Regions from separate parts of the Mus musculus genome. Here region 1 is linked to region 2. A link is a contact called in public promoter capture Hi-C data. All regions are on one chromosome and are shown on one strand. The core of a region is the stretch at or near the end of the contact, and the rest is flanking DNA. Distances in the headings are between cores, read along the strand shown. Region 1 overlaps Rad54l2 (RAD54 like 2 (S. cerevisiae)). Region 2 holds the start of Pcbp4 (poly(rC) binding protein 4).

Region 1 (7,458 bases), core at 4,213-6,712, 330 kb after region 2:
CTCTGCAAGAGTAGTGAGCACTCGTAACTGCTGAGCCTTCTTGCCAGTCCCAACCCTCATGTTTTTACACAGTTTTTAACACCTTTAAATGTATCTGGAGATGGGACATTTGGGAAGTAATTCAACCACAAATACACAAGCCTCCCTTAAACAGAGGCTTACAGTAGAAGAAACACCAAGAGGAACTGGGTAAATCCAGGCCTCAGAAGCTGCCCCGCCACCTGGCCTGAGGTCAGCAGCAGTTTCCAGACTTCCTCAGCAACAGTTTCTGACTTCTTCAGCAAACGTTAGGGAATGTCCCTTGAGATGGAGCCAATGATAGAGGTTACCATCTCTCCCCAGAATTCTAATGTGCTTTAAATAGGGCTTAGGGCTCATTTGGGCGTCTCCATCTCGGAATGGGAGAACCCAACATGCTGGACTTCTACAGAATAAAATACTCCTTGCTTTTATATACTATTTAAATGAGTCCAGAGTATCACTCTTCAGAGAATCATGGACTCTTACATTTGGGGACTCTTGTCCGGGATTCTCTGGAGACCCTCTGACCCAAATAGTGAAGTGTTTTTTCCAACCAATAAGTCCAGGCTCCCAGTTGTCTTTTGTCTTGTCCATATCTGTGTTTCTCTTTCAGGCTTAATCTGGAGGCTGAGAGGGATAAGGTGGACTCATGATTTTGTCACCCAGGAAGAAGCAGGAAAACTTGCTAGTTCTCATCTGGATTGTGAACTGGCTGTGGGTCCATGGGCCTCCCATGCACAGGGAGGAAGGCCATCTGAAACAGCCTTTCATTTTGTTTTTGATCTCCAGGGAACGTCCTTCTGTATCTGTCTCTGTGTGTTCTGTTTGTGCTTTTTGTCCTCTAGTAGAAACTTTTTCTTTAGAATGGGACAGTCACAAAGCATCCCACTGAGTGCCGAACCATTTTAAGGACTTTTGCCAAGTCCCAGAAGACTCCGGTCTGGTTGTTCATCCCCAAAAATTAACCATCTTTTACAGGCGTAAATGGCCCACCTATAAAGTAGGATGGCCTGAGGGGAGACTTTCCACCCCATCATTTACAGAGTGAAGGTTTAGGTTATGGGGCCTGGGTCCATATATCACTAAGTGGCAATACCTGGTCGAGAAGCCCCCTGTTTTGTTATTACCTCGCCACTCCCCACCCTTCTTTCTCTAAAGGAGAGTCAGCCTCCACCCTCTGCCTTGCTCCTGCTTTATTCCTTCCCCTTTTCTGTCCCCGCTCCTTATGTTCCTAATTATGCCACCTTTGCCCCCTACCCCTGCCCAGCCAGCACAGGCAGAGGAAGGAGCAGCCCCTAACTCGTCCACCTGCTGTCCAGAGGGCCAACTCTACTACAGCCTTCCACCTCTGGGCTACAGGACCCTCCAGATGCTCAGGGGAGACACTTCATGACATATGTGCCATTTGCCAATAATGGTCTTTACAATTGGAAGTTGCAAAACTCCCTATTTTTAGAAAGACTATCAGCTCTCACAGGTTTTCTTGATTCAACCATGCTGACTCACCTGCCAACCCCGGATGACTGTTAGCAAGTCCAGGCCCTCTTCACGACAGAAAGGACCCTGGGAGCTGCCTGGAAATTTGATCTGGGAGCAAATGGGCTGCCCACCCAAGCCCAGGCTGATATCAATGCAGCCTTTCCTTTGACTTGACCCAACAGGGATTTTGACACTGCTGAAGGTAAGGAGAGGCCCTGGGTTTACTGCCAGATTCTGATGGGGGGGCCTCCAAGAGATCACCAGACAGCCCACAAATTTATATAAGGTGAGCCAGGCGATTCAGAGAAATAATGGGAGCCCCCAAGAATATCTAGAAAGACTTTTTGAAGCCTATAGGACCTACACTCCTTTTGACCCAGAAGCCAGAGAGCACCAGTCAGCTGTAAACATGGCTTTTGTTAACCAAGCTGCCCCTGACTTCCGTTGGAAGCTTCAGCCACTGAATGGCTTGTGGCCTGCCTCTGGCACCCAAAAGCCAGTCTCTGCCTCTGAATGGGAAGATCTGGAGAGAGGCTTCAGGAGCACGCAGGTGCCCACTGAGCTGGAGTTGCAGGCAGTTGGGAGTCACAGGACATGTATGCTGGAAATTGCCTGCAACTCTAGCTCTGAGGGATCTGACACCATCTTCTGACCTCAGTGAACACCTGCATTCATGTATACATACACGCTAATATGAATTTTACCTTAATTTATGTCTGAGACTGGTGGTACTGGCTTTTAATCCCAGAGCCCTTAGAAAGCAGAGGCAAGTGGATCTCTGTGAGTCTGAGGTCAGCTGACCAACATAAAGAATTCCAGGCCAAGACCAACGTGTGGATACTTCATTCCTCCTTAGAATAGGGAACAAAATACCCATGAAAGGAGTTACAGAGACAAAGTTTGGAGCTAAAACGAAAGGATGGACTATCCAGAGACCACCCCATCTGGGGATCCATCTCATAATCAGCCACCAAATCCAGACACTATTGCATATGCCAGCAAGATTTTGCTGAAGGGACCCTGATATAGCTGTCTCGTATGAGGCTATACCAGTGCCTGGCCAATACAGAAGTGGATGCTCACGGTCATCTATAAGATGGAACACAGGGCCCCCAATGGAGAAGCTAGAGAAAGCACCCAAGGAGCTGAAGGGGTCTGCAACCCTATAGGTGGAACAACAATATGAACTAACCAGTACCCCCAGAGCTCGTGTCTCTAGCTGCATATGTAGCAGAAGATGGCCTAGTCGGCCATCATGAGGCCCCTTGGTATTGCAAACTTTTTATGTCCCAGTACAGGGGAACTCCTAGGCCAAGAAGTGGGAGTGGGTGGGTAGGGGAACAGGGCGGGGGAAGGGTATAGAGAACTTTCGGGATAGCACTTGAAATGAAATAAAGAAAATATTTAAAAAAAAAAAAAAGAAGAAGAATTCCAGGCCAGCCAGAGATACACTGTGAGCCCCTGTCTCAAGAGACAAAATGAATAGAAATAATTAAAAATAAAATAAAATAAAAGAATCTACTTCATCTCTTTTTATTTTCTTCTTTGTAAAGAGGGATATGTTTGCCTCTAGGTTATTGGGAGAAGATAAAGTAAATGCATAAAATAAATGCATAAAAATTGTTTCCCAGCACTTGGGAGGCAGAGGCAGGGGATTTCTGAGTTCCAGGCCAGTCTGGTCTACAAAGTGAGTTCCAAGACAGCCAGGATAGCCTGTCTCGAAACCCTCCCCTCCCCTCCAAAAATATTTATTTATTTATTTATTTATTTATTTGGGGGCTGGGGAGATGGCTCAGTGGTTATGAGCACTAAGTGCTCTTCTGAAAGGTCCTGAGTTCAAATCCTGGCAACCACATGATAGCTCACAACCATCTATAATGAGATCTAATGCCCTCCTCTGGGATGTCTGAAGTCAGCTACAGTGTACTTATATACAATAAATAAATAAACAAATAAATCTTTGGGCTGGAATGAGAAGGGCTGGAGAGAGAAGAAAAAGTGTCTGAAGACAGTTACAGTGTACTTATATATAATATGTAAATAAATCTTTAAAAAAGTCTTGCTTGGTATGTTTTGGTTTGGGTTCCAGCAGGCCATCAAGTTCAGTGTCATGTAACCCTTACCAGCTAAGCCATCTCACTAACCCCATAAAAAAGTAAAGTGTAACAGATATAGTAGTCTGTGCTTATTATCTTAGAAAGTAGGAGGCTAAGGCCAGAGGATTCCCAGCATAGTCTTGGCTACAGAATAAAACTGTCTCAGAAAGACATACAGCAGACAAAAAGGACATATATATGAGCTATACTTAATACGCGAGCAAGGATTTTCATAACTACCCTAATTACAGTAATTTTTTCAAGCTTTCTTTTGTTGCAGTCTGGTACCTGCATGAGAACAGTAACTGCATTATTGAAGTTTCAATAATCTTATTAACACTCAGCTTTCAGAAAGATTTCTATATGACTTGATAAGCCATGAAAATTAATTCACAATAGTTCCTTTGGTTCTTCAAGACAGAGCTTCTCTGTGTAGCCCTGGCTGTCCTGGAAAACTCTATGTAGACCAGGCTGGCCTCAAACTCAGAGATCCACCTTCCTCTGCTGGGATTACAGTCATGCCAGCAAAATCACAGTAATTTAAATGATATGTTATTTTAGTACCAAGAGCCAAGAAAGTATCTTGTAGTGAGACATGCTTTCAATCTCAAAATTGGGAAAACCTTTGGAAGACAGAGGTAGGCAGATCAAGAGTTCATTCAAGGCCAGCCTGGTTTACATGTCAAGTTCCCCAGCTAGCCAAGGCTACATACATACAATGCTGTCCTGTCTCAAAAAAAATCAAACACACACACACACACAGGGTGATGGTGGTACACGCCTTTAATTCTAGTACTTGGGAGGCAGAGGCAGGAGAATCTCTCTGAGTTCCAGGCCTGCTTGGTCTATAGAGCAAGTTCCAGAACAGCCAAAGTTACAAAGAGAAATCCTGTCTCAAAAAGGAGAGGCAGGGCAGGGGGAGGAAAGAGAGACTGTAAGCATGGGTCAGCTGGTAAAGTCCCTGCACTAAGCCTGAGGATCTGTGGCCGACTCCTAGAACACTGGTGGATCATGGGAGCAAAAAGAAAATCAACCCAAGCCCTTGAGCTGTCCTCTCATCTCCACACATGTGCCATGACATGTTTGCTTGCACACAGTGGGTAGGTAGGTAAATAGAATGCTTTTATTTTTAATAATCAAGAGAATATAGATACAACATATTTCTGTACCTTCTAGGTAAACAAATCAGAACGCAGAGTATCTAGAAACAGAATCTATCCATTTCACTACTGGGCTGAACAGAGTGGAACAAATCGTTCCAAAGCCTCTGAATTCAAATTCCCTAAGAAAGCTTAGTGAAATAATCTTATTTCCCCAGTAAAGTGGCTATCAATCTATCAAGGCCTCCAGAAAGTCCACCAGAGCTAGCAGAAGTCACAACATCCTACTACTGAGTTCATTTCCCATTCACGAATAGGTGGCAGCTTGGCTACAGCAGTTTGGATATGGTGGGACAAACTGAATAGTCACTTTCTACACACACACACACACACACACACACACACACACACACACACACACACAGAGGAGGCAAAATGCCTAAGCAATAAATAGCCCTGGAAGATCTAGACAGCAGCAAGGAGAAACTGCCACATTTGCTACCATAGACATGTAAGATCCAAAAAGAGCAAGTAACAGTCCCTAGACTCAAACACATGAACACAGTCAGGTTTGGTAGCACATGCCAGTATTCCCAACACTTGGAGGACTGAGACAGAACACGCAAGCTCAAATCAAGCCCGCACTACACAGCAAGACCCTGCACTAAAGAAAAGGATCTGGAATAAACACTGCTTCCACAGCAAGTAAGGCTGCTCAGTAACCTAGAACATGAGAGCAGAGGCTTCAGTGTCAGGGCAGGTCACATGTGACCAAGGTCAGGACCTTCATCATCACTAGTACACCAAGTGACTTCAAATCACCCATAAGCACAGGTCATTTAATTGCTCACTCAACAGACTTTGCCAAGCAGCTTTTCTGTGCCAGTAATGGTAAGGTCCTAGGATATAAAGTTTAAAACAACAAAACAAAACTGGGTGTTGTGATATTCATGTAATCCCAGCACTAAAAGGCTGAGGGAAGAGAATCACAAGTTCTCTACAAGTTCTTCACTGACCTCCACGTGTGGGCACACACATAAGCACATACACAGTAAATACATATAGACATGCATACACACATGCATAAACATTTTTAAAAAGGGAATAAATTAAAAACCCTGTCCTTGGGCTAGAGAGATCAGTAGTTAAGACCACCTGCTGCTCCTGCAGAGGATCCAGGTTTGATTCCCAGTACCCACACCAGGTGGCTCACAACCACCTGTAACTCCACTTCCAGTGGACCCTCTTCTGGCCTCTGAGGGCACCAGGTATAAATGCAGTACACACAAATATATACAAATATACACACATATACATAAAATTTTAAAACATATTAAATCTCTTTTTCAAGTCCTATCTCTGTGTAGTGTGAAATAGGGGGCAGCTCGGCAGCACTTGTCTGGACCTGGTGGGACAAACTGAAACCTCACTTTTTTACACATGAAGTTTAATTTTGTGGTTATGGAAAACATGCAAAAATATCAAAACTGAGCAGTTCAGTGTGATTGCTAGAAGTACCCCCAAACTGCAATGCATACTCAAAGAGAGATAGCCATCCAAGGAAAGCTTTCATTAGCAACCGATGTAGGGGGAAAATAACAAATCAAAACAAAAATAAGGCTGGGGATGAGGATCAATGGTAGAGCACTTGTCCTCCACACAGAGAGCCTGAGTTCAATCCCTCGGGAAGGTTGGGGCATATGCAGGGAGAGAAGATGTCTGCATTCTTGACTCAAGCCTTAAAGTTGGCCACACACTAAAAAAAGCTCTGTGGTATTCAGAGTTCATGACAACATAAAACATTTCAGCATTTCTACAATATTAGACCAATGGTATAAATAACTTCATAATCACAAAATTCAAATTCCCCAATAAAGTCTGGTCAAATACTCTTACTTTCTGAATATGGTAACAATGAGTTCAGTTAGGCCTCTAACAAGTCTGTCAGTCAGTCTCGAAACCACTTACAACTTTGTTATAACTTGGCCTCAAGTATCAGGGTAATTACAGTAGAAGAGAAACTAAGAGATATGAGAGGCCAAGTCGAATATATATATATAAATGTTGAATCAGACATGCCAGATGATCACAGGATTTTCAAGCCAGTAAAACATTTACTCTTAACTGGAATTGAAAACCACTCGCAAATGAAAGAATGATTCCTCTAAGGTAAGACTTCAAAGGATTTGGGGTTCACTTATCTCAAATCACTCTGGTCATTCCTTAATTTTCCCCTTGAATATTAACGGAATTTTGAAAACTGAGTCAGGAAAACTGAGCTGGGCACTGGTGTCACCCACCTTTAGTCCCAGCACTTGGAGGCAGAGGCATCTCAGGAATAGTCAGAGCTACACACAGAAGCCATCCCAAAAGACAGACAGAAAAACAAACAAATCTGAATAACTGACTAACAAAGTGTAACCTTTGGCCCATCAAAGGCAGGTCGGCAGGTCGAAGGGTTGGGGAGATGGCTCAGTGGTTAAGAGTACATACTGTTCTTGCAGAGGACCCAAGTCAGATTTCCAGCACCCACATCAGGCAGCTCACAATTGCCTATAACTCCAGCTCCATATGATCTGATACCCCTCTGTCCTTCTAAACACACACACACACACACACACACACACACACACACACACACACACACACGAAATGACTGTTAGGTGTGTTAAAACAAATCTACAAAAACCATGTCTGAACAGAGTGCTAAATTTTAAGTTTAGCATGCCAAGAGGTTTCCTTCTGGCTTCTCCAAAGAAATT
Region 2 (6,828 bases), core at 3,654-6,153:
GCTCCAGCGGCTAGCGCGCTGAGCACCCCGCGTCCCTGGCAGTCAGGAACTCCAAAGTCCTTGCTGACCGGTGCATGTGTTTCTGCTTCTGGAAAAAGGGCCTTCGTCCCAAACAAACTTGATCTCCTGCCTGTATTACTAGTTCACCCACAGTACGCTAGTGCTGGTTTAGATGAGGCTAATCAGGGCGGTATTTACCCTTGATTGAGCACTTACTATGTCCTAGGCATGTATAAGTTTTCCCCTCATGCATAGCCTCATTTAATGCCTATGAGCTATTTTTTTTTCTTTCTTTCGAGACAGGGTTTCTCTGTGTACCCTTGGTTGACCTGGAACTCACTCTGTAGACCAGGCTGGCCTCCAACTCAGAAATTCACCTGCCTCTGCCACCCAAATGCTGGGATTAAAGGTGTGTGCCACCACTGCCAGGCTATGAGCTAGTATTGAATAGTCCCACATACCAGTTTTTTACTAGCAGCAGATACCTTAACTGGGAAAGATTTTTTCACTTTTTGCTTTTTTTTTGTGGGGGGGTGTCTTCTCAAGACAGGGTTTCTCTATGTAATTCTGGCTGTCTTAGAACTCTCTCTATAGACCAGGCTGGCCTGGAACTCAGAGATCAGTCAACCCGTCTCTGCCTCCCAGTACTGGGACTAAAGGTGTGCACCACCACTGCCCAGCAGGTTTTCTTTTTTGTTTGGTTGGTTTTTGGAGACAGGGTTTCTCTGTGTAGCCCTGGCTGTCCTGGAACTCACTCTGTAGACCAGGCTGGCCTCAAACTCAGAAATTCGCCTACCTCTGCCTCCCAAGTGCTGGGATTAAAGGCATGAGCCACCAGGCTCGGCCCAACAGGTTTTCATCAATTCTTGAGTGACATTTGTAATTCTGCCATGTTGCTGTTAAGACAGTTAAAGCCCAACACCAAGCAACCAAGTGAGAGCAGCAGAAATAATACCCGCTTTTCCTGACCTTAATTCAGATCCTCAAGGCCTGGTGGACACCTAACTGCTCCCTGCAGCTCGCAGGCAGGGTTTCCTTCATTTCTCACCAGCCTGGCTTTGAACTGCAGGCACATCACCACTGGGCATGGCCGGTGTGGACCAGCATGAGGGCACCATCAAGGTGCAGGGCCAGAACCTCTTCTTCAGAGAGACCCGGCCTGGGAGTGGGCAGCCTGTCCGCTTCTCTGTGCTGCTGCTGCATGGTATCCGCTTCTCCTCGGAGACTTGGCAGAACCTGGGTACTCTGCAGAGGCTGGCCGAGGCTGGCTACAGGGCTGTGGCCATTGATCTGCCAGGTACTTCTGGGATCGGGCTTCTGGGCCAGGGTTGGGAAAAATGTGAGGATGGAGGACTGGAAGGATTTAGCCAATCTAGCTCCCTGAGCTTGGCAGTTAGGTAGCTAGACCTCTGAACTTGACTAGTCCTGCTCTAGAAGGAGCCATACGTGGTTCAGCTGCTTTTCCCTGGTACTGGACCTGTGTCTAGATGCCTTTGGGCTCACTTCCCTTCCCTCATCTGTAATGGTAGGTACCACACTCCTGCTGGTGGTGACTGTCCCTAGTGAGCACGGAAGGAGGTCATTGTGTGACTGTATTAGCTAGTATATAATGACAAGCAGCAGAGGGTGCCCAGCTGATGGGAAGCAAAGTACCTGAATAGAACCATATTCAGTCTGATGACAGCACTAACAAGGAGTCTTGCAGAGCCTTGGGAAGCACGGCGGATATAGCTAAGGACCTGGTCTCCTATTTGCAAGCAGAGTCCTCGAGCTGGGCCCTGGAGGAGGTGGGAAGAGCTTCCAAATTGCTTAGCATAACCTGAATGACCGGGCCCCACCACTTTCAGCGTGGAGTGAGGAATTGGAGACATAGCCTATCTGACAGGATCTAATCCCCTCACGGGCTAGAGCTGATACAGTTTCAGGTTTCAAGGGCAGATTTCCAGCCTGGCCAGGCTAGCTTCCAACAGTGGGTTGGGCTGAGCGTCACGGGGAAGATCTACACTAATGTTGTTGGGGGGAGGGGCGGGGCGACTGGTAGGTCCCATTACAGGAGCACACTCCTCCAGTGTCAAGTTGGGGCTCCATGCCTTTTAAACAGTTAATTTATACAACTTTAAATGGCGGGCACATTCCTTACCCCTTTAAAACAGACGTGGAAACTGCAGCTGAGGAGGGCTAAGAGGTTTAACCTGTGGTCATCTTTAGAGTAGACAGAGACCTGGGACTCAGACCAGCCCTGATAGACTCCAGAGCTTCATTCTTTTCAGGACACTGTTAGAACGAACACAAACATAAAAAGAATTGTCTCATTCTCGCCATAGATAAAAAACACTGGGCTGTGGGCATGAATGAATTTCAGTCTACTACTGGGTGTTACGTGAACCTGGGCACAGAGTGGAGGAAGGGACCCTTCCCATTCATTGCCGTTGTCTCTCCTACGCCCGACTACCTGCAGGTCTTGGGCGATCCAAGGAAGCAGCAGCCCCTGCCCCTATTGGGGAACCGGCCCCTGGCAGCTTCCTAGCTGCTGTGGTGGATACCTTGGAGCTGGGACCCCCAGTTGTGATCAGTCCATCATTAAGTGGCATGTATTCACTGCCCTTCCTCGTGGCCCCCGGGTCCCAACTCCGGGGCTTTGTACCAGTGGCTCCTATCTGCACAGACAAAATCAATGCTGTGGACTACGCCAGTGTGAAGGTACCGTGTGTGTGTGTGTGTGTGTGTGTGTGTGTGTGACTGAGATGGTATCTCAGGAGCAAGTCGGGGTCCATCCCTGGGCCTTCTTCATCTGGGAGCTGGGTAACCAATGGGGTGGTTTCTGGGGAGACCCCTTTTGGTTGACTTAGCTGATTGTTTCGCCAATCCCTGTATAAGACTGTGTGCTGGGGAAACCACAAACCAAGGTCTCCATCCACTGCATCAGCACCGCCTCTCCTCCTCAGGAGGGCAGGAAGAGACTGAAGAGGTGGTGAGGCCTGAAGCTAACCTTTAGAAGCTGGGCTGGTACGACCAGCCCCCGATTCTGTTCTCCTTTCCTTCCCCTCAGACTCCAGCTCTCATTGTATATGGAGACCAGGACCCCATGGGCTCCTCCAGCTTTCAACACCTGAAGCAGCTGCCCAACCACAGAGTGCTGGTCATGGAAGGGGCAGGGCATCCCTGTTACTTGGACAAGCCTGATGAGTGGCATAAGGGGCTGCTGGATTTCCTGCAAGGGCTAGCCTGAGACTCAGTCCTGATGATAGGAGGTTACAGACTGCCTGCTCTAGGATCTCTTGCTGTCTTCTCCTGGTCTCTGGCTTCTGCCTCACCTGCAACAGGTCTGTCTATACATCTGTCTGGGTTGCTGTCATTTCTGTTTTTCTCTTGCAGTGACAGATCAGATCAAGGCGGTAAATCAAGTGGAAAAAGCGTCGGGTTCAAGGGGAGAACTCTGATTGTGGGTAATCCATAAGCTTCCTCTACAGGCTCCCCGCTTGGTTCTCACTTCTGCCTTACTTCACTTTCTGATCCATCTCTCTCTTCAGCCGCTCCACAGGACAGCCATTCCTTCTGCCGCCCACCCCCCTTAGACCACAGACAGCATATGGGTATTGCTTGTTTAGATCCATCCCACACCCAGACAGAACCTTTCCCTTGGGAGCAGCACAGGGGTCCCACATTCTTGTGTAGTTTGCACAGGTACATGTGCAGTTTCCTGAAGGATGGAGGGAATCTTTGTAAACAGAGATCCACTTGCCAGGATAAAAATGTGGCCACCGCTAGATTTCTCTTACCTACCCGTTGCAACTGGTCCCAGACCAGAATGGCCTCCTCAGAAGGGGAGGTGCTCTTCAAATCTCCCTTAGGGGCTGCATACCTCCCCAGGTAATCAAGCACGGATCTTCTCAGCCAAGCCCATTTCCTGCCCTGAGGTTTGGGAGTGGGATAAGGAGAGGAGACCGACTTCGGAGGTCCCTGAAATAAAGTGATACAATTAGACCTCACATGCTTTTGCTGTCTCCGGAGCGCCGCCCCTCCCCCTTCCCCTTGGGACTGCCACTGTGGGCTCCTCCCCCACCCTGGCGGGACCAAATGGTCCCCCTGCCCTTTGTCCACTAGGCCAGATGGAGGGAAAGGGAGATTGGATTCCCCTCCCCACCCACATACATCCAGGTGCCAAGAGACTCAGCTGAGGGGGGAGGTGTAGGTCAGTGGGACCTATATGAGCCGATTACTGAAAGGGGGAGAATATCTGCTCTGAGATGGGGGAAGGGCAGGCTCAATTCCCCCCCCCCCCCACACACCCACCCACACACATATACACACACACACACAACCTATCCCTTTCCTAGTAAAGGAGTTAATGGCACTCTGACCCTAGCTCCAAAAGGAATTTGGCAGGAGATTGGAAGGATCACGGGACAGGTTGTTTAAGGGCCAAACGGCTCTCATGCCCCTCCTCCAGCTGGTCGGGTAGCCTCTCCTGGGAGGACCAGGACCAGGGTCGGACAGTGCGGACGCCGGAGGTAGCGGGTCTAGGTGGGCTGGACCCCGGAGTGAAGGATGGTGAAGAAGCAAGAGCCGGGGCAGGGCAGAGGGCTGTGGGACAGAAGCCGGGAGGCGCGGCCAGGACTGAGATGAAGGCTGCGGGGAGCTCCGCAGAAGCGCTGGGCGGGAAGGACAGGCCGGGAGAGAGCCATACAGGGAGGATCCGGGGCCCCTGGTGAGCCGCATGGGAAGGGTCCATCGCTCCCTCCCGGAAACGACGGATGCTCGGGGCGCCGGACCGCGCGGGGCGGGGCGGGGCGGGGCGGGGCGGGCGGCTGCGGCACTGGGGCTGCTGGGGCGGGCCCGCCGCGCTGTAATCGGATCCGGGGAGGGGGCGGGGCGGGGCCGGGCCAGGCGGGCCGGGGGGTGGGGGTGGGGGGGCGCGGAGCCGGGCTCCGGGCCGGCCGGGCTCCGCGCCTGTCAAACCCCTCATTGTTCGCAGCTGATGTCACTCGCAGTTGTGAGCGGCCGCCTTTCCCGGGGACAATGTGGGACTGAGCGGCCCAGCCGCTGCCGCCGCCGCAGAACAGCCCCAGCGAGGTAAGGCGCGGGCCGGGCGGGGCACCGCGGGCCATTGAAGTTTGGGGGTTCGCTGGGGGGGGGCGGGGAATCGGCTCCAGTGTGCACCCGATCGCGGTCCTGGGGGGGGGGGCGCTGCGAAGAACACGTTTTCTGTCCAATGCGGCTGAGGCCTGTACAGGTGGGGGGCGTTGGTTTTCCAGGGGAACACCCCACTACAGGGAGGGGTTTCTTGGACCTTGGGTACCAGGTTTGAAGCTCTCATCCTGTTTGCCGTTTCTGTCCTTTGAGCTCTCAGTTCTGGACCTCATGTCCCGGGTTCGGGTTCTACTTCGTCCCTGTTCTCATCTGCCACTCTCTGCAGCTCCTGGCTCTCACACACACCCCTTCCCATTCTCTGCAGTCCTTCGGGGAGCCAGACACAGACCTCCAGGCCAAGGTGGATGGAGATAGTTGGGAGCACAGTGTTCTCCCCCCTTCCTGTGGCTCTTCATCTCCAGCTCTGACCTAGCTTCTTGGCTGGGGTACTGGGGATGGAGGTGAAGGGACTCCGCCACATACTTAAACCTGGCCTTCAGGCATCCCTGGCTAGGAGAGGGAGGTGCCCACCTCCTCACACTCCTAAACCAGGCCCGCCATCTTGAGACCTGTGGCACCCAGAGCCCCGCCCCACCCCGGCACCCAAGGGAATGGTCCTCCAGGGGATGTACCTTGGTCCTTTCACACCCCTTCTCTCAGAATGTGTGGCTTTGGGTTCCCACCAAGCCAAAGACGTTACCTTCTCCCTGGACCAACAAGGCATGTGTCCCCAGGGTTCCTGTCTTCCCTATAAACACACTAAGCTTTGGTCAGGAGTTATCTCTGGCGTTCAGTGTTCAGTGGGGTCACCCTGGTGGCCTCAGGGCCAACATCTGGGAGGGTCTATTGTTTTTTCCATTTGAGAGTATTATCTTTCTAGGTCCTGGAACCCCTTCTTGTTTCAAAGCACCCCTATCCCAGCCCCCACCCCGTAGCCTTCATCAGCACGCAGGCTCAGGCTGCCCAAACACAAGGGGATTGTTCTCTTTGCATGCTCAGGGTGGGGGGCTGGGAGCGGGCGGCCCACACACCCTGGCAGGCCCAGGCTGCAGAGAGGATGGCTTGCCCCACCCTGTGTCCCCAGACAGGCTCTGTCCACCCGCCCACTCTCCTCCAGCCTCCATTCCCAGTTCCTAGCTCCTGAAGGAAAGAAAGAGCGCTAAGCTGTACAGGTGGACCCACGGGGTCTCCTGGCCTGCCCGACGCCTCCCATGCAGTCCGCTAAACAACCCCCTTCCTCCCTAGGCCTCTGGTTCCTCTCTTGATTGGTGAGGCTTTTCCAGTTGTGATTGGCTGAGCCCACCTCCATGCTGTGAAACCTATCTCACTCTCCAGGGTTCCTACCGGCTCCTCTTCCTGCTAGGGGACCCAGTCTGGTTGCCCGGATTTCTCAAATTCCTCACTTCAGCAACGTGCCCAGGGAGCCCAGCAGAAACAGGGGCTGGGATGGTAAATGAACTCGGAACTTGGAGTGCTAACCAGGCATGGCCTAACTCTGCCCACGTGCTCAGTCCCCGGGCCCCAGGATTCTAAGGCATGATGGTCTCTTGATATTCCAAGGCCTGTGCGCCCTAACCCCTCCCCTTACTCCCAGGGCCAGATCCTGTCTCAAATTTCCTATTCTTTTGTAGCCGAAAGATAGGCTTAGAAATGCCCAGTGGGCCTCCTTTGACTTGCTGTCTTTGGAAAGCGAAGAGG

What was found. Promoter capture Hi-C pulls out the DNA fragments that hold promoters and counts their contacts.
Region 1: a contact with region 2 is called in a promoter capture Hi-C map of liver, with 2.4 times the contacts expected there. The contact joins the enhancer-like site here to the promoter of Pcbp4 in region 2. A contact is called at or near these places in 7 of 39 promoter capture datasets (3T3-L1-derived adipocytes, embryonic stem cells, fetal liver and 3 more) and 2 of 9 other capture datasets (adipose tissue and pancreatic islet).

The regions. Positions count from the first base shown.
Region 1 is chr9:106,778,264-106,785,721 of GRCm38.p6, forward strand. The region is part of intron 1 of Rad54l2 (RAD54 like 2 (S. cerevisiae)); the gene reads right to left. Among named protein-coding and RNA genes, the nearest start is that of Rad54l2, 7.2 kb to the right of the region's middle. Within about 2 kb of position 5,463, at least 6 of the 459 cell types and tissues checked have an H3K27ac peak or open chromatin away from gene starts, as enhancers often do. A contact at or near this core is called in liver, where this site is marked.
Region 2 is chr9:106,448,935-106,455,762 of GRCm38.p6, forward strand. Pcbp4 (poly(rC) binding protein 4) reads left to right here and starts at 4,904. Exons shown (of 13, transcript NM_021567.5): 1 at 4,904-5,073. Abhd14b (abhydrolase domain containing 14b) reads left to right here. Exons shown (of 4, transcript NM_029631.3): 2 at 1,070-1,297; 3 at 2,459-2,700; 4 at 3,050-3,984. The coding sequence starts at 1,087. The coding sequence ends at 3,229. It also overlaps a transcript of Abhd14a not described here.